5 separate regions of the Mus musculus genome follow, and all the other regions are linked to region 5. A link is a contact called in public Hi-C and HiChIP or PLAC-seq data. All regions are on one chromosome and are shown on one strand. Each heading gives the region's core, a stretch centred on a gene start, on an enhancer-like site or on the middle of the called end of the contact. The rest is flanking DNA. Distances are from core to core; before and after follow the strand shown.

What was found. Hi-C and Micro-C count contacts between places; a contact is called where the count stands out from the background. HiChIP or PLAC-seq counts read pairs in DNA pulled down with a chosen protein or histone mark.
Region 1: a Hi-C map of cortical neurons shows a contact between it and region 5, with 2.5 times the contacts expected there. The contact joins the promoter of 1700036G14Rik here to the enhancer-like site in region 5. A contact is called at or near these places in 5 of 484 Hi-C or Micro-C datasets (cerebral cortex, cortical neurons and forebrain), 5 of 115 datasets of contacts at active chromatin or transcription factors (SST interneurons, VIP interneurons, cardiomyocytes and 2 more) and 1 of 9 other capture datasets (embryonic stem cells).
Region 2: an H3K4me3 HiChIP or PLAC-seq map of forebrain shows a contact between it and region 5, with 3 times the contacts expected there. The contact joins two enhancer-like sites. A contact is called at or near these places in 3 of 484 Hi-C or Micro-C datasets (cerebellar granule neurons, cerebellum and cerebral cortex), 5 of 115 datasets of contacts at active chromatin or transcription factors (SST interneurons, astrocytes, embryonic stem cells and 2 more) and 1 of 9 other capture datasets (embryonic stem cells).
Region 3: a contact with region 5 is called in an H3K4me3 HiChIP or PLAC-seq map of forebrain, with 10 times the contacts expected there. The contact joins two enhancer-like sites. A contact is called at or near these places in 2 of 484 Hi-C or Micro-C datasets (cerebral cortex and forebrain) and 6 of 115 datasets of contacts at active chromatin or transcription factors (VIP interneurons, cardiomyocytes, embryonic forebrain and 2 more).
Region 4: a Hi-C map of cortical neurons shows a contact between it and region 5, with 2.9 times the contacts expected there. The contact joins two enhancer-like sites. A contact is called at or near these places in 1 of 39 promoter capture datasets (hippocampal neurons), 12 of 484 Hi-C or Micro-C datasets (brain, cerebral cortex, cortical neurons and 5 more), 7 of 115 datasets of contacts at active chromatin or transcription factors (PVALB interneurons, VIP interneurons, astrocytes and 4 more) and 1 of 9 other capture datasets (embryonic stem cells).

What each region holds. Positions count from the first base shown.
Region 1 is chr3:85,316,250-85,318,949 of GRCm38.p6, reverse strand. It overlaps 1700036G14Rik (RIKEN cDNA 1700036G14 gene), which reads right to left and starts at 1,431. Exons shown (of 3, transcript NR_040542.1): 1 at 1,390-1,431.
Region 2 is chr3:85,298,652-85,301,351 of GRCm38.p6, reverse strand. No RefSeq gene overlaps it. Among named protein-coding and RNA genes, the nearest start is that of 1700036G14Rik, 18 kb to the left of the region's middle. Within about 2 kb of position 1,256, at least 41 of the 459 cell types and tissues checked have an H3K27ac peak or open chromatin away from gene starts, as enhancers often do. A contact at or near this core is called in forebrain, where this site is marked.
Region 3 is chr3:85,336,953-85,339,652 of GRCm38.p6, reverse strand. No RefSeq gene overlaps it. Among named protein-coding and RNA genes, the nearest start is that of Gm31210, 3.8 kb to the left of the region's middle. Within about 2 kb of position 1,407, at least 9 of the 459 cell types and tissues checked have an H3K27ac peak or open chromatin away from gene starts, as enhancers often do. A contact at or near this core is called in forebrain, where this site is marked.
Region 4 is chr3:85,368,199-85,370,898 of GRCm38.p6, reverse strand. No RefSeq gene overlaps it. Among named protein-coding and RNA genes, the nearest start is that of Gm52637, 16 kb to the left of the region's middle. Within about 2 kb of position 1,313, at least 59 of the 459 cell types and tissues checked have an H3K27ac peak or open chromatin away from gene starts, as enhancers often do. A contact at or near this core is called in cortical neurons and forebrain, where this site is marked.
Region 5 is chr3:84,954,610-84,957,309 of GRCm38.p6, reverse strand. Fbxw7 (F-box and WD-40 domain protein 7) reads right to left here. Exons shown (of 14, transcript NM_001177773.1): 5 at 2,353-2,435. Among named protein-coding and RNA genes, the nearest start is that of Gm30944, 67 kb to the left of the region's middle. Within about 2 kb of position 1,284, at least 6 of the 459 cell types and tissues checked have an H3K27ac peak or open chromatin away from gene starts, as enhancers often do. A contact at or near this core is called in cortical neurons and forebrain, where this site is marked.

The sequences.
Region 1 (2,700 bases), core at 182-2,681, 360 kb before region 5:
TGTGATTCTTTACTGTTACATTTGATGACTGAAACTCGCTTTCTGTCCCAACCTCTATTCTTGTCTTCCTCCTTAGCAAAAGAACCCTAATTTTCAGCTCCATTGACCCAGCCTCTCTCACAGCCAGATATGCCTGGGTGTCGCCATTGCAGTCAATGGGTTGTAAGTAAGAGCTGTGTGATGGAACTTTGGACATGTATGTCTTCCCTAAAAATAACTGACTCAGCTGGGAGGAGCCAGCCCTTCCTTCCCCCTGAAGTTTAAACGCAGTTGTAAAGGCTCAGTCTGAAGCAGCCATCTTGATCATGAAGTGACCTTGAGCATAAAGGAGAGGATCAATCTCTCTGAGTCTTAGAAACCAGGATTTTAGAAAGTAGCTTGAAAGGTCATTAGAAAAGAACAAAAAGTGTTTTGTCAGCACGCATTTTAGAAGCGCCCTGATAGGAGGAGCTACAAAAGCCTTTCTTTGGAGATTTCAGCCATCTCTAACAGTTTCCTTTGAAATCACTAATTATACTCTAAAAAGACGGCATCATTGGAGCCAGAACCAGCAGCCAATTACCCACGAGAAATCACTCACTGTGTGGGCTGTCTTTTCTCTCTCTGTTCGCATAATTTCAAAATGCAATTTCTAGAACCATGCTAAATACTTGTAAACAGAGATTGGTTTGATTGCAAAGGGGGAACCATTTTGGGGCGGTAAAAAACGACAATTATTTCTCCTTGTCCTCTAGTTCACAGAACAGCACCCTTTGGGTCACTTTTCAAATACCCACCACCGGATTTAGAGCCATCTGCAACTCCAGCCAGAGATGCTGACTTCTAAAGCAGGTGCAGGTTCCTATGAGGTGGTGGGAAAACCTAGCACTTGGAGTTAGAAGACCCAGGTTTGAGTTCCAGCTCGAGATATGGGCTGGCTAGCCTTCTTATGTCTCAGACTCCTCATCTCAAAACTGGCCACACAAAAGACTAAGTGGGCAAGGTGTGTATGTAAATTGTAATGGGCTCTAATGGAAAGCGAGCCTGGTAAAGCCTCCTGCCTTCTCTGGCATCCTATCAAGTGCCTGGAAGACTGAAGGTGTCTATACCAGTCATGACTATCAAACTGCAGCAAAATGGGAACTGCAAAGCGCTGGTAGCTAGCCACCACCAATGTTTGTCTTTCCTAGGTCTGATGTGGATGGAGCTTGGCTGCTGGGCTGGTTCAGGCCAGCTCAGGCTGGTTCAGGCTGGCTCAGGCCTGTTCAGACACCTATTCTTCAGCTGGGCGACGGAGCTGGGAAAGCCCTGCTTCATGGGTTTCTCATGCTTTTCTTAGGACTAAGGGCTAGTTGGAGCCCATCCTTTTCATGGTGGTATCAGAAAGGCAGAGGAAACAAGACAGCTTACCTGTTGTTGGTATTCCTTCTACGCTCCGCCCAACAGTTACCTAGCAACAGTCAGGTAGTCCTGGCTTGTTATAAAAGGGTGAGAAGGCTAGGCTGACTCCATGACAGGCTTCAAATTGGCAGTTCAGGAGACTAGGCCTAAATGTCTGTTTCTAAGAACTGGGCAATTTCAGGCAAGTCCAGGCCTCAGAAGCTGCCCTGTCACCTGCCCTGAGGCAAGGACAATGGGTCAGCAGCAGTTTCCAGACTTCCTCAGCAACAGTCTCCAGACCTCTCCAGCAAGTTTCTAGCCCCCACACTACAGAAATGGAATGTCTGGAGAGATGGACACAACAGATTAACATAGAGGTCACCTACCCCAGAATTCCCTAATGTGCTTTAAATCAGGCCTGCAAGTGCATTTGGGTGTTTCTCTAGCTTGGTCATGGGAGACCCCAGAACACTGGACTTCAGCAAAATAAAACACTCATTTCATTTACATACTATTTGAGTCTGGGCTATCATTCTTTAGAAAATCATGGACCCTTACAAAGGACTGTTTGGCTTCTCCATCTCTCTCTATCTGCCCTTTTCTCTATCGGACCCCCTTCTCCCTCTTTCCTGTTCCCCCTCCACCTCTCTTTCTACATGTTCCTGGCTGATCTCTCCCTCTCCCTCTCCCCCTCCCCCTCCCTCTTCTCCCTCTCCCTCTCTGTTCTCTTTCTTTGCCTCTACCTCTACTCCCTTCTCAACTCCCCTCCCTATGCCCCCAAATAAACTCTATTCTATACTACACTTGTGGATGGCTGGTACCTCAGGGGGGAGGGATGCCTTAGCATGGGCCCACTGAGGTACCCCCCTCCTATCATACCATACCAAGCTCTATAAAACATATCCTTGGCTTTATAAAACACATCACCTGTGATATACTAATACCCCATTCATCAGAGGAGGATGTGTGACCCATTCCATTCAGATACAGGGATTCCATTTAGCACATATACAATGCAGAGTTTCAAGGTACATGGTTCCAAGAACATGGACAGAAGGATGAGGTATTTGCTCACTAATCCCATTTACCATGAGAAGCAAGTAGACAAATATGCATGGTTTTTGAGTGAGTGAGAGGATAATTGAATGTTTTAAGATCAGAACAAATTCAGGACACTTAAGGTGAATCCATACATTGGCCATCAAATGTTGTCTTTGCTTGTCTACAATCCTTCTGTTAATAGGAGGTGGGAGGGAAGAGATAGCTACCATAAAACTATGAGAAGAAATTCACATTCAGTTCCTGTTTCCTCTTAGGTCATGTCTGGCCTCCAGACTTTGT
Region 2 (2,700 bases), core at 7-2,506, 340 kb before region 5:
CCCTGAGTGTAGAATGATGTGAAGGTATCATACCTGGATCATCTCAGAACTCATTTCTCTTTAGGGGAACAACTCATAACAGAGGAGAAAGCAATGACCCAGGAGTTGGTGGGAGAGCCCGCAGCTTTTTGCCATGAACCTTTTGGCCTACCACCTCCCTGACAAGGACTCTAACTTCTCTCTGGCCCAGGAGTAGGAAAGGACCCCAGAGCAGGAGCACAAGAGAACTCTTTAACTCTGACCCTGACCCTGACCCTGGCCCTGACCCTGACCCTAACCCTGGCCCTGACCCTGACCCTAACCCTCTGGAAAGTTGCGAAGCACCAAACAGCATGCTTGTTTGGTCATGAAGCAAACCTTCAGAGCACAGGATAGCTTTCTGTTCCATTTCTTCCTGCACTTAACAAACATGGAACTAATTACTTTAGAAGAAAGTTAACTAACTAACTAACTAACTAACTAACTAACTAACTAACTCTCTTATTTGGTTGGGATTCAGTCCATTGGTTTGGGCTATGAGGCCTGGAAGATTATCAACCTCAGGACACATCTTTCGGTTGACCAGCCCAATACAGTGTCTCAGTCTTCAGATGTACAGCTGGAGTCTGAGAGAAGGCCCTAAATTGGACATGAGTGTTCTTCAGCTGATGGAAGGCCATTTCAGGGCCAGTGGCATTGGCACAGCCACCAAAGATGAAAGTGACAATTTCTCAATGGGTCCTGGACTTCACATTGAATCTGGCCCACTCTTCAGCTCTTTCTATACCTACAGCAAGAGGCTCTCTGTTACTGAAAAGAAGCCTCAGGACCAACAGGGCCTTCTCTATGGCACTTTCTCAATCTGTCTAACGAGCAGAGCTGCCAGCGTCTCTGGCCAGCCTCACACAGGCCTTTAAGATACCCAAGTGAGGTTTCCCCACACTTCCTGCCAAGCCCCTTCAAACTTCTTTTAAAATACGTGGCAGCCAAGTAGCTTTCAGCAAGCCCCTCTGAGCCCACCCCTGTGCTGGAAAGTAGACCCTCTGGGCCTACCCCCGTGCTGGGGAGTAGACCCTCCGAGACCACCCCCTTGTTGAGGGGGTAAACATCATCATCAAGATGCCTTTCTTTCCAGGCCTGGAAAGAAAACCCAAGACATGCGGCTTCCTTTTATGCATGAGGTATTTCTGAACAAAGGGGCCTGTGTATAGTGCCACAGCAGTGTGCCTGCATCCTGGGCATGGGCCTCACTTGCCGGCCTGGCTGGAGGGTCAGCAGTATGGCGAAGAGTGTGCAGTGGAATACAGATTGCCGCCGAGCTCTTGGGGCAGTGCCCACCGTGTGGCTGGACCTGGCATCGGCGATGGCCCGACGTTTGGCTGCCAACAGCTTGCAGGCCTGTTTGCTGCACAGCCAACATCCTGTTTGTTGATTTGACAGGAGTCTCAGGCTTACTTTGCATATCAGAACTCTGGTCTCTGGGCACTCAGCGTGGGACGATGCATCTGGACCACTGAGGCCTTCCTTACCATTGATCAGCCACTCAGCCAGCTCGGGAAGGACAGCTGTAAACTCTTGGGGAGCCCTCTGTGTGCTGCTTTCTCTCCACAGCCTCTGCCTGCAAAGCTGGCTTCATTATTCATGGGAACAAGATGCTAACCAGGAGAGCTCCCATCTTAACAAAGGCCCAACATTAGTCACAGGATTCTGATAAATATGAGGGGAAACCAATGACCTCTCTCTTATTCTCACAGCAGCGACCATCATCTCTGTAGTCCCTGATGTATGATCTACAAACCTCTTTAGAGCAGCTTTGCACTTTTTCTCAAGTGGTTTGCAAAGTAACATAGCCGTCTTCAAGGCAAGGTTGGGGGTCGCTTGGAATCCAGCCTCAGGAATACTGAAAGCAGAACAAGTAGGCCCATTCTGGTCACCATTGCTCTCTCCTCTGAGCTGTTCCCCTAAAGGGAAATGAGTCCTGAGATGATCCATGTATGATACCTTCATATCACTCCACACCTAGGGAACCACACAACAGTGTCCGCACTTGGCTAGCTCAGCTGTCTTGGGGTTCTCATCGCCCCAGATCCCTTCACATTCTCTGGTTCTCCCAGGTTTCTCTTCCTTCATACGCTTTCCTGAGTTAATGTCCCGGTAGGTTTTCTCAGACCCCTCAGTTCCTCTAGCACTCACTAAGCAAAACCCAATGAGGTACACAGGTGTCAGATTTTCGTTGGTACTTTCTGCATAATCAAGGCTGAGTTCTTTAGTCGGGGCTGCCATAGGTTCATGGCCTCTGACCTCACCTAGGTCTTTAGTGCTGTCTGTCTCTTGTTGACCTGCCCTCAGAGAGCCTTCTATCCTCAGACATTCCCCTAAGGCTCTGACTTGCTTTCCACCTCTCCCCCCTGAGCAGATGTGCCTGACTCTAACTTCAAGGCCACCAGGTCCAGCTTTCTCGGCTTCCCATCTCCACCTACAAACATCTCCTGTTCACGCCCACCCTCGCTTTCAGTCTCAGAGATGTGACCCTCTTAACCCTCGATGCCAACTGACACGTTCAGGCTGTCATCCCCTCTGCCTGCTTCATTTGTTTGTTTGTTTGTTTGTTTGTTTGTTTGTGAGTTGAGACAAGTCTCATTAAGTGGACTTAGCAGGCCTGGAACTCAACAGGTAGACCAGGCTGGCCTCAAGTGCTGGGATTAAAGACATGTGCTATCA
Region 3 (2,700 bases), core at 158-2,657, 380 kb before region 5:
TTAAGTCCAAGGAGAACAAGTGGAAAAACAAACTGCTGCCCTCAGCTCCTGCAGCAGAATACAAAGCATCCAACCTTTCCCTTTCTCGCTCGGGCCACCGCGTACGTCAAAGAGGACACAAATACTATTGAGGTGATTCTGGGCTGAGGAGATGGCTCTTAATTGAGTTTGCAGCCCAGAGCAGAAAGCATGCTCATCTGAGGTACTTGTTGTATCATTTTTAAATCAAGGCCATCTTTTTCTCAGTGGTAAACGTGAAATGTTTTTAAAGGCCAGACTTAGCATAAAAATCTATTGGTTGCCATGGAGACCACTTTACCACACAGGACTGCGCTCTGTGTTCAACTGTGTGATTTTCTCTATTCAAAGGTTCAGCATTGTCAAAAAACAAATTACTTTTTCTGTTGTTTATCTCAAAGTTCATTATTGGGAAGGCAATAAATAAGAAGATATTCCTGTACAAAGGGGTGCAACGTAGGGCTTCACTTGGGTGCTATGACTTAAAAAAATTCGTATTTTACAGTAATTATCGCCAAATTGGCTATTGTTAGGAAATAAAATACATTTTGATCTCTCTTTTTTTGTGTGTGTATGTGAATATAAAGTAAAGCAGGTACTTGGAAGTCTGCTTCTAACAAAATTACATGGTAATAAGGCTTTTCACACCTACACGCCACTTAGTAACACAGCTCTGAAAGAGACACTAAGCCCTGATAGGTTTGCAACTTGGTACCTGAGGCTCTGGGCTTCCCTCTTTATGGGAGAAAATGTGAGTTCAGGACCTCGAGCTCACTGAATTATTCATGCCATCTTCCCATCACGCATCTTTAGGTTGAAACCTGTTAGGTTATTATTAAGTGCAATGGTCCACTGCATCCAACACTGTTCCAAACCAGCACCGCTGTCCTTGGCTAATTAGCAGAAACCTTTGCAGATGGCAACTCTTCCAGTCCCCACCTCTCCTTCCCTCCCACCTCCACACCTCTAGGAAAAGTGTGGGAGGGTGCTTAGGGTGTAGGGGTGGAGCTCCTCAAGGAATTTACAGAAGTAGCAAGAGGGAGTCTCTCACATTACTGGAGGGCAATCCTAGACAACCCAGTGTCAGCAAGTTGCCATTGGCTGAAGCCTGTTTTATTTTGTTCCGTCTCCCAATTAATTAAGGAATGTCCTGAATTTTGACTCGTTACTTATTTAAGATGCTCCCCTATGCACCTCTCAGGCAATCTTTAGATGCCTTAGTTCTGGCAATTTGCATTACAATGAGGGAAAGGGGTGACCTTAATGAAGGCATCTGGTTTTGAATGTACTCCTGGTATTGGTTGCCCGGAATAATATCCCAGAGGGGGATGGAATTCTCATTTGGGTTCATCTACAGCAGTACACTGATGACTGCTAATATGCAAATTCTTCCTTGTCACCCACCACAATTATGCCTATAGCTGGTAAAGTTGTGGAGGTGGTGGAGTTACATTCACATTGTGACCCGGGCATAACCTACTTGGGAGATGCACTGGTAATTAATTTACATGTTGCACACTTAAACTGAGGCCAGCTCCAAACCAGATTGCCCAGGGACGGCAGTGTTGGTAATCATTGTTCTACTGCTGACTGGGTTTTGCAGGAACTGGCTGGGCTCTGTCTTGGAGTGGTGCATGCCAGGAGCTTTAATGGCTAGAAATTAGGACCAATATAGAGGTTGGGTGAAAGCAGTGTTTGGTGTTATTGGATGGTTGTGGAGCTGTTAAGAGGCAGGAGCAAGTGGAAGGAAGTCGGGTCCTCGTGGGCATACCCCTGAAGGAAATACACTATCCCCAGCTCCCTTGCCTCTCTTTTCACTTCCTGGCCACCATAGAATGGGCATCCTGGCTCCATCACACACTCCCTTTACCATGGATCTCAAAAGAAATGAAACTAGTATTGGAGAAATTGGAGTTTCCTTTTGGATTCTCAGTCTCCTTAATAAAAGAATTTAGAGACAGGCTGGAAAGGAAGCTCAAAGACAATTTTATTAGAATTTGAAACAAAACAAAAAACACCACCAACAAAACATGCACGTGCACCCCCCCCCCACCCCACCCCCCCACCCCCCACACCACAAGAAACAACAACAAAAATGTCAGATAAGCTCCAGGAGGAAAGAAATGAAGAAGAACAGAAATGCATATGTATTATTAAGTTTATGGTCTGTCCTAGTTAAGAAACACTCATGACCAAAAGCAACTTAGGGAGTGTTTATTTGGCTTACACTTCTACATCATAGTCCATCACTGAAGGAAGTCAGTTGAGGTCCTCAAGCAGGGCAGAACTTGGAGGCAGGAGCTGATGCAGAGGCCATGGCAGTGCACTGTTTATTGACTTTGTTGCCATGGCTTGCTCGGCCTACTTTCTTACAGGACCCAGGACCTCCAGCCCAGGGGTTCTATAAGCCACAACAATCACTCACCAAACGCAATGCCTTAGAGGCCTGATCTTATGCAAACATTTTCTCAATTGAGGTTCTCATTTCTTAGATGTCTCCAGCCTAGCTCAAGTTGGCTTACAACTAGCCAACATGGGCCAAAGAAGGCAAGTGTGTTCAGCTCCAGTGACCCACACATCTGTTGCCATAGCAACCACCATACATTCCCAGAATCCACTTGGCTCACCTCCCACCTTTACCTGCAAGAGGCTACATCACTATCCAAATAAAAGGCAGACCCC
Region 4 (2,700 bases), core at 64-2,563, 410 kb before region 5:
TAACAACTAACTGAACGAGTTGGTGCCCAGAGGGACCAGGGACAATGGTTCATGGTAAAGGGAACCGTTGGTGAGTATTACTTACCCTTAAGGAAACCGTAGTGGGCAATCTGGGTCTAAGAATTTGGTCCGTGCCTTCAGGATGTTCACAGGTCTTCGGGTTAAAGATAAACCCAATAAATACAAGAACCGAGACACTGCTCTCTGAACCACCCTTGCTGGGAGAAGTCAGAAGAGAACGGAGCACCAGCAACTGAGCGATTCCCTTTGAGTTTCAGAGCTGCCAGAAGCCCTGGGTCCCCCGGGTGCTCGAGAGGGTGCTTCCCAAGAGAAGGCAGAGTCCCTGCGGACTCTTCATCTTCACAACCATCATCTGTGGCTTTCTGCACATCATCAGAGCTACCGAGGGATAAATGTCCCCTCTCCAAAGAGTGACCAGGGTCTCTCTGCCCTTCTTCAGACCCCGCCGTGTCACTCTCTGGGTGCCGCTTCCTGTTCCATAGAACTTTTGGTGAATTCTAATTGATCCTGCCACTACCTGCCTGGCTACCGTATCCGATGGGGCCACTTCTCAGCCCTGGGTTAGGCAGGAGCCAGTCTCTGATCCCCTTGGAAAGCATGTGTCGCTTTCCCTCTGCTGACTTTGGAGGCCCAGAGCTGCAAGAAGAGGAGGTATCATCATGCCCCAACTTGCCTCCACTGCCTGTTTCCTCCTTCCCTCTGGCCTTCACTCGGCCCTCATCTCAGTTGGACCTTCCTGCCATCACGTCACTGGGGGGGGGGGGGGGGTGTGCTCTCTTTGCCATTATGTCACTGGGAGCGTGCTCTCAACGCCATCACGTGACTGGGAGCGTGCTCTCTACGCCTCTAATATGTCATCTATTTTCTGACTCCTTGAGGGTAAGGAGGCTTGTCTCCAAGATGAGCGCCCCGGTACATAAAGCACAAGTGTTTGGTGAATGAAAGAAGATACTCTTGAAATGTTGTGAGCTCCGACTCCCAGAGCCAATGAGGGTCAGAGACAGTGAAGCTTTTTGTCTAGACCCTGGCATCTGCCGATCTCTATAGGCAGATGTGAGGGGATTGCCCAGCACATTGTCAGTCTCACTCTAACAGCCCCGAAGCTGGTGGTATTCCCCAAGGATGGACGATGGTCAATCCCTGCTGCAGGATTAACGTGCTTATGCCATTTGCATTAGCCTGTTTGCAACGACAATAAATTCATTTCTAAAGTCCTCTGAGAGAGGGATGAGTATTATCCCCTGACCCGCAGGACAAGGTTAAGTGACCACCCCAAATGAACACAGCTAGTAAGTCCAAGGTTTAGACACTGAGTTCAGAGCGCTCTGACCCCAAGCCTTGCTCTCTGAGCACTCATCTCTTTCTGGTGCTGTAGGTATTTTAAGCTGTGCCTGGGCTTGCTCACCAGATGGCTTTTTAATCTCTCTCCTGTTGCTACATTATTAATCTCTAAATTGTTTAGCGGTGAGATGAACTGGTACAGGGGCGAGGCTTCCTGGAAGAACTGCTGACATTTTACAAGGGCCTGGGAGGGTGGTGCAGCTTTGGGTAGAGGAGGGAGAGACAGCAGCTCACTAGGGCTGGGGAAATAACAGTGGAACTCTGCAATATGGCACCTACCATTCTGGAAACCAGACAGATACACTCTTTTCTCTTAACAAAAAAAAAAGCTGTGCGCTCAAATTAGTCAAACATTTAACTGTCGGTGGCTTCCTGATAGTGCCTGCTCCAAAAGGGATAAAAAAACAAACCTCCTTGCAACTCCATTTTCAGAGTGTCTATGACTCGATGAGACATTGGGTTGTTTTTCTCCCTCGCTGCAGAGTGATGGATGCTTCCGGCAGAGTTGCAAGTAGCAAAGTCCCACAGCCTGGAAGCTTTCCCTCGCTTATAGAGTGAGTCATGCTAATCCTGCAGAGGGGCAGCTGCCATACGCCCTTCGAATAGGCTGCGTGTAGGAGGTCGATGGAGTTTGATGGGGCTCTTGGGTGGCTGCATCTCCACGGAATGGAGGGCATGGTGCCCTCAGATGAGCAGAACAGAGGGAGGCTAGAAATCTGAAAAGCTAAGTTATTCTGCCGAGCATAAAGCATTTGAACCTGCCCCACCCTTCCCACTTCCCGTCTGCTCGTTATTCACCACAGTAATATTTGGGCACTTTGAAAAGAACGATATTTTAAAATGAAGCTATTCCAAGGAGAAGGAAAAATATCTTCATTTGGCATCCACCAGTCATGCAAATTAGCCCAAATAAAAATAAGACTGAAGGCAACTTCGAATATTATTGTACTTTTCCAGGCTCCTGCCAGTCTCTGCTGTCAATTGAAACCACCCTCCATCCTGGGTGACAATGATGTAAGCAGGGCTTATGATCTTGCCCAGATCCGTGCAGAAGCAGGCACTCAGAAAGCATGGATACCAGAGATTCTTTATGCAGATCTTGTTAGAACCTAGTCCTTGAAGTGACATGGCGCTCTCCATGACAGGACTTTGTACAAGTATGTTTCTACAGTGTTGATGATACATTGTTGGTTCATTAAAGATTAGTCTATCAAATATCCTAAGACTCCCCACGTTCTTCCTGGGAGACCAGTCCAAGTACCTGCAGAAGGGGGCAGAATTAGAAGGGTCAGATATGATGCAGACTGTTTAGAAACTCCACACCCCTTGCTATGAAAC
Region 5 (2,700 bases), core at 35-2,534:
CACACACACACACACACACACACACAGACACACACACACACACACACACAGACACACACAGACACACACACACAGACACACACACACACACACACACACACACACACACACACACACACACACAGACACACACACACACAGACACGCTGGTGGCTCCTCTAAGCTGGTTCAAGCACCTCAAACCAGGTAATGTGAGCATTTCTGCCTTACAGGTGGTATTAACGTTCAACAAAACTAGACCTGTGGAAGAATCCTCAGCTCACTGAACTATGATAATAAAGTATCTTAAATCCAAAGAGCAGACAGCTCACATCTGTTATCACAGCACTTGAGGATGAGGCAGAAAGACCATTTTAAGTTTGAGGCAAGCTACATAGTGAATTCTAAGTCAGGCTGGGTTACAGTGAATTTGTTTACAAAACAAACAAAAAAAAACCAACAAAAAAACCCCAACAAAACAAAACCAAAAAGAAAAGAATTAAAAAAGAAACACAAAGAGCACATGTAACCTGTACCATAACAACTGATTTTCAACCTCTGACAAATCGCTAATGAAGAAACTCTTAATTTTTTAAAACGGTACATAAATCACTATTTTATAGAAAAATCTTTATGCCTGCACCCTTTGAATTTTTTAATATTTATTTACAACAATCTCTAATATTCAACTAGCAAATCAATCTTTCCTTCATTCAAATCCAAAAGCAAATTCAGTTTCTTTTTCTCCAAAATAAAACAGGCTGTGTTAATAGTTAAAGTCTCCTAAGGAGGCAGGAGAATACAAAATGAGTTTTATCTTATTACCTGTCAAAAAAAAACCTGTCAGAATCATTACTGAATATCAAACATATATGTTACTAACTGACAAAATTGTGTCAAAGACATGGAAATAAATATGTATTGACTCTAATTCTCCTTTAGTAGGATTCCTTGTTAAAAGGCTGTTGCTGTCTTGATATAAAAAGTAGGCAACAAAAATTTTATGAGAATGTGTTCTGTACCAAAAGTTTTATTCTAAAACAGCTGATCATTTAATACTTTTGTTTTGGTATTGTCTTTAATAGAAGACCAAAATAATGTGAACAGACTGAAATCTGTGCATTAAAAAAATTACATTTACAATTAGTTTAACATCAAACAACTTCCTCATCTGAGAAATATATCATCAAGGTTAGAAGGAAAACCAAAATGACGTGAATATTTGCGGTGTCTCTCTATCCCTCCACACCCTCTGGTGGAAGCAAGCGCCCAACAGTGAAATTGTCAGACAGCAGAGGGGAGGGGAGAAGGGCTGTACAGAGAACGAAGCTTTCTTCATCTCTTTAGCATCATCTTGCCAGAGCTTTCTGTATGTAAAGTTATCCTAAGCAGTATGATTCCTTGATTACCCAGGAGCATTAAATATATTTCCACAATTGAACAAAATAAAAACAAACTGTATGTATGGGGTGTGTGACAATTTGTAATGATGTTTTAGAAAATCTTGTATCTAGGCAATGTTAATTTTATTCTGTTTCACAGAATAAAAATAACTAAATCAAAATTTTTTTTTTTAAAAAAAGATCCTAACCATAATGTCCTTGGAATTTCTACTGTTCACTCTGACCAGTTATTCAATAAAAGTGACAGTTATACAAAAGTGGGGGAGGGGACCACAGAGTTCTTAGATACTTTTGTCATTTAAATGTTAAAATTCAGCATTTCAAGTGACATCCAAAACCATGTTTAATTGGCTGGGAAATGAGATATTGTGCTTAAGTTAGTCTAATTAGCGTGAGAGTGGGCAAAGTTTTATACTGACGCAAAATCCAAAAATGATGGAGTGAAGAAGGAAACAAGACTACAATTGTATTTAGTTGTTATGGAAACTATTCTACAAGTGTAGAAATGTATGTGTTAAAACATAAAACCCATCATGCCAATAAATGGGGATTTCTAATACATTCATTCCATGAAGTAAGTTTTAGTAACCGGGAGATTTACCTCACTGCTAATAAATTTATCTTCGATTTGGTATATGAAAGTAGCTACCCTAAAACAGCAGTTGCTATAGTAACCAGAGACATTTCCTCGCGGTTTACTGTTTAGAAGTCCTTAAAATTGTGACTTTGCAATCTTGTTTAAAGAACTCCAGCATGTGTCTCCCATCAGAGTATCAGTGAGAAAGTCCAAGATGGACAGTGCCAGCCCTTCTGCTTGGGTTGAGCCTCATGCCCTTCCCCGTTTCTGTAATGTTAAAACACATTTCAACAACCAACAACACTGAATACAGTAGCACTATTATTCTTCGAAAACAAATTCAAAGAAATGTTTCCAGATGACATGCCCGCCTACCCCTCTATTCAACGTTACCTGGTATAATCTGAGACTTTGCATGGTTTCTTTCCCAAAGAAAAGGAACGAACTTCAGAACCATGGTCCAACTTTCTTTTCATCTATAAAGTAAAACAGATAAAATAAAAAAAATTACTTGGTCCATTATCAGACTTTGAGTTTGCATGCTAATATTTAAAAACTGTTAAATTTTCATGTGTCTAAAATGATGATTATTAGTAGGTTAATCAGAAAATATATTACGCAGTTTTTCCTATTTGCTTTACTCTTATGGACTGGATAGGTAATGTTCCCTTAGTATTCTACTGGGAAGAGCAGTGTTAGGTGAGGGACTAATATTTACCATGCCCTTAGAATGTTATATAC